3 separate regions of the Mus musculus genome follow, and all the other regions are linked to region 3. The links are chromatin contacts, called in public Hi-C and HiChIP or PLAC-seq maps. All regions are on one chromosome and are shown on one strand. The core of a region is the stretch at or near the end of the contact, and the rest is flanking DNA. Distances in the headings are between cores, read along the strand shown.

What was found. Hi-C and Micro-C count contacts between places; a contact is called where the count stands out from the background. HiChIP or PLAC-seq counts read pairs in DNA pulled down with a chosen protein or histone mark.
Region 1: a contact with region 3 is called in an H3K4me3 HiChIP or PLAC-seq map of bone marrow-derived macrophages, with 6 times the contacts expected there. The contact joins the enhancer-like site here to the promoter of Vcpkmt in region 3. A contact is called at or near these places in 16 of 39 promoter capture datasets (the C10 cell line, the HPC-7 cell line, the SN4741 cell line and 10 more), 10 of 484 Hi-C or Micro-C datasets (the N1E-115 cell line, bone marrow-derived macrophages, cerebellar granule neurons and 6 more), 31 of 115 datasets of contacts at active chromatin or transcription factors (the 230-238 cell line, CD8 T cells, the HPC-7 cell line and 21 more) and 3 of 9 other capture datasets (adipose tissue, liver and pancreatic islet).
Region 2: a contact with region 3 is called in a Hi-C map of bone marrow-derived macrophages, with 25 read pairs. The contact joins the enhancer-like site here to the promoter of Vcpkmt in region 3. A contact is called at or near these places in 19 of 39 promoter capture datasets (the C10 cell line, the HPC-7 cell line, the SN4741 cell line and 12 more), 2 of 15 datasets of contacts at CTCF or cohesin (the NIH/3T3 cell line and large pre-B cells), 5 of 484 Hi-C or Micro-C datasets (the AtT-20 cell line, the F1.1 cell line, bone marrow-derived macrophages and 2 more), 24 of 115 datasets of contacts at active chromatin or transcription factors (the 230-238 cell line, CD8 T cells, DN3 thymocytes and 19 more) and 3 of 9 other capture datasets (adipose tissue, liver and pancreatic islet).

The regions. Positions count from the first base shown.
Region 1 is chr12:69,399,863-69,402,562 of GRCm38.p6, forward strand. No RefSeq gene overlaps it. Among named protein-coding and RNA genes, the nearest start is that of Arf6, 29 kb to the left of the region's middle. Within about 2 kb of position 1,324, at least 32 of the 459 cell types and tissues checked have an H3K27ac peak or open chromatin away from gene starts, as enhancers often do. A contact at or near this core is called in the HPC-7 cell line, the N1E-115 cell line, Th17 cells and 2 more, where this site is marked.
Region 2 is chr12:69,329,936-69,332,635 of GRCm38.p6, forward strand. Nemf (nuclear export mediator factor) reads right to left here. Exons shown (of 33, transcript NM_025441.3): 17 at 1,937-2,040; 18 at 1,153-1,215. Among named protein-coding and RNA genes, the nearest start is that of Nemf, 26 kb to the right of the region's middle. Within about 2 kb of position 1,421, at least 26 of the 459 cell types and tissues checked have an H3K27ac peak or open chromatin away from gene starts, as enhancers often do. A contact at or near this core is called in bone marrow-derived macrophages, hematopoietic stem and progenitor cells and neutrophils, where this site is marked.
Region 3 is chr12:69,581,588-69,584,287 of GRCm38.p6, forward strand. It overlaps Vcpkmt (valosin containing protein lysine (K) methyltransferase), which reads right to left and starts at 1,430. Exons shown (of 6, transcript NM_001033236.3): 1 at 1,134-1,430; 2 at 933-1,043; 3 at 689-758. The coding sequence starts at 1,399. Sos2 (SOS Ras/Rho guanine nucleotide exchange factor 2) reads right to left here. Exons shown (of 23, transcript NM_001135559.1): 23 at 2,174-2,700.

The sequences.
Region 1 (2,700 bases), core at 74-2,573, 180 kb before region 3:
GATAATGGTTGGATGCAGGCAGGAGCCACAGAGGCATCCACTATAAACATGTTCCCCCAGCCCCCAAGAATAAAATCTGGAGTCTCACACAAGCTGCACAAACACTTCACAACAGAGCTACACCCCAGTGATACACTTCCTCCAGCAAGGCCTCATCTCTTTTCCAAACAGCCACCAACTAGAGACTAAATATTCAAATTCAAAATATTCAAAATACGTAGGGGATGCCTCATTCAAAGCATCACAGATGCTGAGACTAGCTCCTGGATGGTTCTTAACATTGAAGATTTTAGGGAAGGGTGGTTTAACACTGGTATGTTTTGATATATTTTGCCTTGGTAGCATGTCCATTATGGGACAAGACACCGGGTTTATACATGATCTCAGGTGAGACCACGTCTTAGCAATCTCTCAGAAAGATGGAGACTAGTTACAGTTATGCCACAGAACACCAGAATCTGTATTTACACTGCCCATCTTGCCATCATATCTACCCACTTTTTATTTAACTGGTTTGAGATTCACCAGACACTAGAGCAAGAGTACGGAGAAATACCTTCACCCTCCCAGAAATGCCGTGCTCCACCAGGCCCATGCTAGCTATTTCTGTAGCCAAGGCTTTGTGTTGATTTGATACACAAACCTGCTCATACCAAGACTGGCAAGCAGGTGCCTCCGACAGTGAGATTGCTGAGGTGCCTATAGCCTCGGCCTGGAAGGAAGTGGAGGTGGGGCAGGGGGAACTGATGATGTGGTAAGGCAGACCCCTCCCTCAAGCTTAAGCTACCTTAGGGCTACTTCCAAGAAGAAAAGGCACTACAAAAATCACATATTGCAAAGTAAGGCAGATTAGGTAAAGTGAAGCAAGCAGCAAAGGCCCTGGCTGAGACCTGATGCATAGGAAAGCAACGGGGATGATGCTTTGTTTGATCTGAAGTAAGAAATAAAAGCAACTAATATATGTGTATTTATTTATTTACAAATAAACATTTGCGCTGCTCATTACTAGCCCATGCTGAGGTCCTCTCTCTGCCTCTCAGTGCCCTTCCTCCTTTCTTGCCTCCCTCCCATCTCTTCCTTCCCTTTCTCCCGTCCTCTCTCTGTTCTATTACCCTTTTTTTATAAGCTGGGCACTGATCCAGGAATTGGGAAAGTGGTGGTTGCCAGAGTTTACAGTCTAAATGGATGGTAAGATGAAGTCAATGAATTTGGGAGAGTGATGTACTTCCATGGTCTGTCAGAGGAGGGGACACACACACTGAGCCCAGAACATGGGTCAATTAGGCTTGGAGAGAGCTGACAGGAAATGTTTAATGAGGTCATGAGGCTTGTAAACACTTTGAGGTAGTGCAGAGATAGCACGTCCTCTTTTTTCAGGATTCTACATGCAGGGTGGGGGAAGAGATCATTTTCATCATATTAAGGAAGCATCAATCTATCAATGTTTTAGTGAGAGATTTTATTCAAGAAGTGATCCTGGGGCCAGTGAGATGCCTCAGCAGGAAGAGATTTTCACGGCCAACTCTGACGACCTAAGTTCCATCTCAGAGGTCTCCATGGTGGAAGGAGAAAGCTGATTCCTGAAAACTGTCCTCTGATTTCCACACATGTGCTGCGGTACTTGCATGCACAGACACACACAAAAATTGTAACAATGTAATTGACAAGTGATCCTGAGAATCCTGTAGAAGACTTTCCTCTATAGACCTAGTAATATAGTGAACTGTGTGAGTAATTCTTTCTTTCTCTCTCTCTTTCTTTCTTTCTTTCTTTCTTTCTTTCTTTCTTTCTTTCTTTCTTTCTTTCTTTCTTTCTTTCTTTCTTCCTTCCTTCCTTCCTTCCTTCCTTCCTTCCTTCCTTCCTTCCTTTCTTTCTTTCTTTCTTTCTTTCTTTCTTTCTTTCTTTCTTTTTTAAAATACTGATGTTTTGGGAGCTGGAGAGATGGCTCAGCAGTTAAGATCACTGACTGCTATTCCGGAGGTCCTGAGTTCAAATCTCAGCAATCACTTGGTGGCTCACAACCATCTGTAATGAGATCAGATGCCCTCTTCTGGTGTGTCTGAAAACAGTGACAGTGTGCTCATATACAGAATACATATAAAGTATACATACAAAATACAAATAAAATAAATAAATATTTTTTTAAAAATACTGATGTTTTATTTGAGGCTTTTAAAGCCAAGGCATAGGAATGAGAAAATGTAAGATGAGCTTGGGAGGATGAGAATGAGTTCCAGGCCACACATTTCCACGATGCGCACTGCTTCATAACCAGTCTGGAAGAGGCAGGCATCTCCCAGGGAGGTCTCCCCTCAGGCCACGCTGTGGGGAAGAAACAGCGTCAGGCAACAGTTAATGGAAGGGAGAGAAAGCAGGATGTCTCCCGACTTCCACTGCTCACTAGTCAGTATTTACTCCACGATGTTTAGCTCCCTCAAGCTTGGTTGCTGTGGCTTTGTGGAATGCCAGATGCCACGTCTGTGGTGTGACATTCCATCCAAGCTTAGCAGGAGGAGACAGTCATGTGGATGCTCCGGGATGGAGAGAATCTAGTGAGGTCCACGTGACAGAAAAAACAAAAAACAAAACAAAACAAAAAAACAAAACAAAACAAAACAAAAAAAAAGCCAGTACTAACTGAAGTTGTTTTCTTATTTTCCGGAAGGTGAAATTACAATTCACGATCAAGGTCGCTTGTTA
Region 2 (2,700 bases), core at 171-2,670, 250 kb before region 3:
CTCCCGAGTACTGGATTAAACTTGTGTACCATTACTACCCAGCTGGGGTTTTCTTTATGAAGTATTTTTGAATATTTACTACCTAACTCAGTCTCTTTACTTGTTATGGATTTATTTCAATTTTCTATTTCTTCTATCATATAATCTATACTGAGAATGTTCTCTGTATACTTGTTAGGTGGTGTTCTAAAGATATTGCTAGGTTTAGATATCAATGTGTTCAAGTCTTCTATTTCCTTGTTAATTTACTGTTTTAATTATTCTATTCATGTTCAGTGTTAACATCTCAAAATATTATTGCATATACTTGTATCTACCCAACCCCCAACCCCATTACTGTCTGGTTTCCCCTCATATATTATAAATGCTGGACAAGTATGTTATGACTCTTACATTCATGCAATGTTCTTGTACCATTACATCTTTTTTCATCTTTTTTTGTTGTTTGCAGTACTGGAGACTGACTACTAATTCTTGATTATTGGTTACATTATATTTTCAGGGCCAAAAAAGAAAGCCCTGGGCGTGGTGGCGTATGCCTTTAATCCCAGCACTCAGGAGGCAGAGGCAGGCGGATTTCTGAGTTCGAGGCCAGCCTGGTCTACAAAGTGAGTTCCAGGACAGCCAGGGCTATACAGAGAAACCTTGTCTCAAAAAACAAAACAAAACAAAACAAAACAAAACAAAACAAAACAGCATATTTTCAGGGGCTAGAGAGATGGCTCAGCAGTTAAGAACTGACTGCTTATCCAGAGGTCCTGAGTTCAATTCCCAGCAACCACATAGTGGCTCACAACCATCTGTAATGGGATTCAATGCCCTCTTATGGTGTGTCTGAAAACAGCTGTAGTGTATTCATGTACATAAAATAAATAATTCTTAAAAAAAAAAAAAAAAAGAATGCTATAAAGAGGCCAGAGAAATGGCTCAGCAGTGAAGAATGCACACTGCTCTGGCAGAGGACCTAAGCTCAGTCCCAGAGCCCAACCCCTCCCTGACTCTGCTTCCGGGGAATCAACACTTTCTTCTTTTCTTCAGGATTCAACGGGCACTGCATGGATTACTTGTGTACATCCCCATAGACACACACATGCAAAAATAAAATATATTAAAAAAAAAAAAAGAAAATTCCAGACAATAGAAATATATTACCTGTCGGATTCTTAATTACACAGCTGGTAGCTCCATGAAGATCAGCATGCACATAAATGTCTCCTTAAATAAAAACAAAGTGAAATAATGATACTTTAAGTCCTTTTTCTTTTGTTTTGCTTTCTTACAAATGTTTTACTTTATTTTAAAATTTTATGTGCATAAATGTTCTGGCTGCAAATATGTGAGTGAAGCACCCGTATGCAATGCCTACAGAAGGAAGAAAAAGGAACTCGATCCTCTAGAACTGTGGTTACAGGGGGTTGTGAACCATTGTGCAAGTGCTAGGAACTAAACTCAGATCTGTTGCAAGAGACGTAAGTACTCTTCACTGCTGAGAAATCTCTCCAGCTTGCTTCCTTTCTTTTTTGAAATGGTCTCTTTATGCTACTTAAAGTGGTCCTCTAGACTTAGCCTCTTTAATGGCTCCAACTATAGGTATGCACTACACACCCAGCTTGAAGTCCTATTTGTAAACTGGAAAAATAGTCACAAATTATAGCACCAAAACATTAACCTTTAAAAAATGTGATCCACCATGACTGGAAACTATTTTGTAAATATAGCAGAAGATCAAAAGTCCAAAAAAACAGATTAGCATGGCAATACTACTTTTGATATACCCACTTAACAAAAAGTGGCAAAGACTTCAACAAAATGTAAGCCAAAAAGTGTTAAATCTCTAGTTAATTGTCAAGCAAGAGTAAAGGATAAAAACCAGTGCCTACTAGCAAAGCAACTGATACGCCGTTCAAGAGAAAATCTCATACGATTTTAATCTCACCTGGTGTCAAGTATCTTTTCACAATAATCTCATTCTGCTGCTGATCCCGACCACCTATGATTAAATAGTTCTCTGAACTAATGAACCACAGAAATTTCTCAAACCTATAGAAAGAAAACAAAGTTAACAATTTTTTTATATATATATAAAAAAAGGCCTGAATTCATACCATTTTCAAAACAAAATATAACAAAACAGGAAGTTGCCATGCCTGTATAGAACAAGATATCAGCAATTCTATGGCACAGCTACCATTCAAGCACAGGCAAATCTTACTAAAAACATGTAATACAGTTTTTACAATAGTCTTCCAAGAAATTAGATTCTGTCAGGACATAGTGGCACTTGCCAGTACTGGGGAGGCAGAGGTAAGAGAATCTCTGTGAGTTCTAGGTCACCCAGTGATACAATGAGACTCTGTCTCTGTCAGGGGGAGGGGCAGAAGAGGCAAAGATGGGGAAGAAGAGAAGCAGGAACTAAATTCTATAAAAAAAAAAGTTATCTCACTAGGAATTGTGGGTAAGACATACCGATGTTCCCAGCACTCAGAAGCTGAGGTTCAAGGGCAGCCAGCACAGCTATATATGAACTTAAGGCTAATCTAGGATATCAAACCAAGTCTCTCTCTCTGTCTCTGTCTCTGTCTCTCTCTCTCTCTGACACAGGGTTTCTCTGTGGTGTCACAGCTGTCCTGGAACTCATCCTGTAGACCCAGCTGTCCTCAAATTCAGAGATCTACCTTGCCTCTGCCTTCTAAGCGCCAT
Region 3 (2,700 bases), core at 180-2,679:
TGCTAGTGCCTGCAGGGCCAGAAGAATTGATCTTCCTGGAGCTGGAGTTACAGGTGGCTGTGAACTGCCTGATGTGGGTACTGGGAACTGAACTTGGATCCTCTGGAAGAACTGTGTGTGCTCTTAACTGCTGACCCTTTTGATCATCAGTTGGCTCAAGGCATCAACTTAAAACTAAATACTGTCCAATACTGCATAAACTGATATGGGAAGAAAATCATTCCACAAGTCTAATAAAATGTTGTCACTGAGAATAACTAATTTTGGAGCGTCTCACTCTGTGCTGGCCTAGCATTCATGGCAATTGTGAGTGCTAGGATTCTAGGAGTGAGCCAACCTGCATTTTAATTAATTTCCAAAGTCACAGTTAGCAGTCAATGGGAAAAGAAAAACAAATGAACAAACAGACAAACAAACAGAAGGTATCTTAGTTTTCTAGAATATATGCAAATCGGAAAATCCTTTTAAATTTTTCCAAAAAGTCTCCAGTAGAATGCACGCAAGTTTTCTCAACCACCTCGCACAGGCAGGCCTGTATGCCTATCCTGAATTGTGCGAATGTGTTGCCTTTGATAGTTTAACTTCTCTTTACTGCCTCATCATCTATAGAACAAATATCCCACACCTGGAGGTGTTAAACCACGGAGAGCTGTGGGCTTTCGGACACACCAGTTCGACCACTACTCACCTCCTCATAGTATATACAGTCTGCCATCAATATGTAGTCTGGTGACATCAAGTCTTCTATGTCTTCACCCCTTAAAAATGTCAAACGTATGTCTTTAACTGATGCTCTGACGATTTAAAGTGTTCATTTTAGAAACGAGAAGCAGAAGGCTCCCCTCATATTAAGCAAGCGTTGTGTAAAATGCAATTTAAAGCCCATGTAAGCGATCGATTATCTTAAAAACAAGCTGAAAGGCCATACAAACCATTTCAGTACCTTGGCTTGAACAGAACCAGTCACAAGATGCTTGTTCATATCAATATTCATTTTCAGCAAGTCCTGCAGCTCTTCAAGATCAGTGACTATAACATCTGCCCTAAAAAAACAACCTCGTTGAGGTACAGGCGCAAGGCTGCACGCCGGTGACCTGATGCTGGGCGACCAGCGCCTTCCCGCCAGCTCTTACCCGAGGGTCGCAGCCATGAGCCCCACGGCCCCCGTGCCGGAGCCCAGCTCCAGCACCGAGCGCCGACTCAGCGCGTGGGCCCCGTCGCCAGAAAACCCCGGCGTCTCCAGGTATTTGGAAAGGACGATGGCGGCGTCCCACACAACGCAACCCACGCCCCCGGAGCCGTACTGCTGCAGCCGAAGCACTGTCCCATCCCGCTTCTCCAGAACCCGCACAAAGCTCCACAGCGGGTCCTCCACCTCCGGCTCCACGGCGGCCGCCATCCCTGCCCCGGCCCGCCGCAGGCTGCGGCACGCGGTAACGTCACGCCCACGCAGCACCCGTACCTCCCAGCGGCAGGGCGGCTGCCCAAGGCGCATGCGTGACTCTCAAAGTCCGCAGGAAGCAGCAGAACCTACCCAGGAGTGGCCCAGCTGCTGCTACAATGATAGGCACTTTAAGAAGCAAAGCGACCGACAGTGCTTATACATAGCTGGAGAACGGCTCACACAGAGCCGCTGGCGATAGATCTAGGCAGCTACCCAGGTCCTATCTAAAAATGGTTATATTCAAGAAGTTTTCCTACTGTGCTTCCTTTTCATATGAATGCATAAACGTGGTGGCTGGGAACGTGCTACTTGCTTTTAATGGTAAAGAAAAGTTAGTCCTTTTACATCCCACGGGGCCAAAAGATGGCCAGCAAGACCAAGGACTCACATAGTAGAAGGAGAGACCTGCAGGTTGGCCTGTCACATTGGATCTCTAGTATGAACACACACACACACACACACACACACACACACACACACACACGTAATAAACAGATGATAGCTATTCGTTCTTCTAGATTTTTTTCAGCTTTGTTGTTTTTTGTTTTTTTGTTTTCAGGATGGCCTCCTGTATCCCAAGTAGGTTCAAACTCTTCATACTCTTCACGTAGTCGAGTCGCCTTTAAGTCCAGATGCTTCCGTCTAACCTCCCAAGTTCTGCGATTACAGGTGCTCACCACTATTCCCAGCTTCTCCTTGCTCTTTGTGATGAAAAACAATATTGCAAATCTTTTACAAATTAAGACTGAGGTGATTTATTAATCTTGTTAAGAACTCTGATACAAAGCACAGTAAAAGGCCACAGACCAGTAGATAAACAACGTGGCTTTTGGCTACTTTACAATGGCTGCTACTGCACTATCAGCATAACATACATACCTTGATCACTTTGAATGATAGTATCCAAATGGCAAAGCTTTATCCTGATTAAAAAATTTAATAAAGCTTTTTAAAGTATTTTCTGTTTAAATATTACTAATCTGGAAAAACTTTTCAAAAATTTCAGTTAACACGAGATTAAAGACAGTTAATAGGTTTGACAATGGCAGTTGGTTCTTATGCCATAAGACACTTTTGTTCCAGACTTACAAATTAGTCAAATAGCAGATTGTATTATAGGCCTCAAGTCACTTACATTTATAGAGGTTATTAGCATTATCTTTAAATATATACAATATAAATAAACTGTACATATATGGCATATTAATTTTGTCTTCCCAAATAATAGGCAAATCATTAGCTAAACAATGATTAGC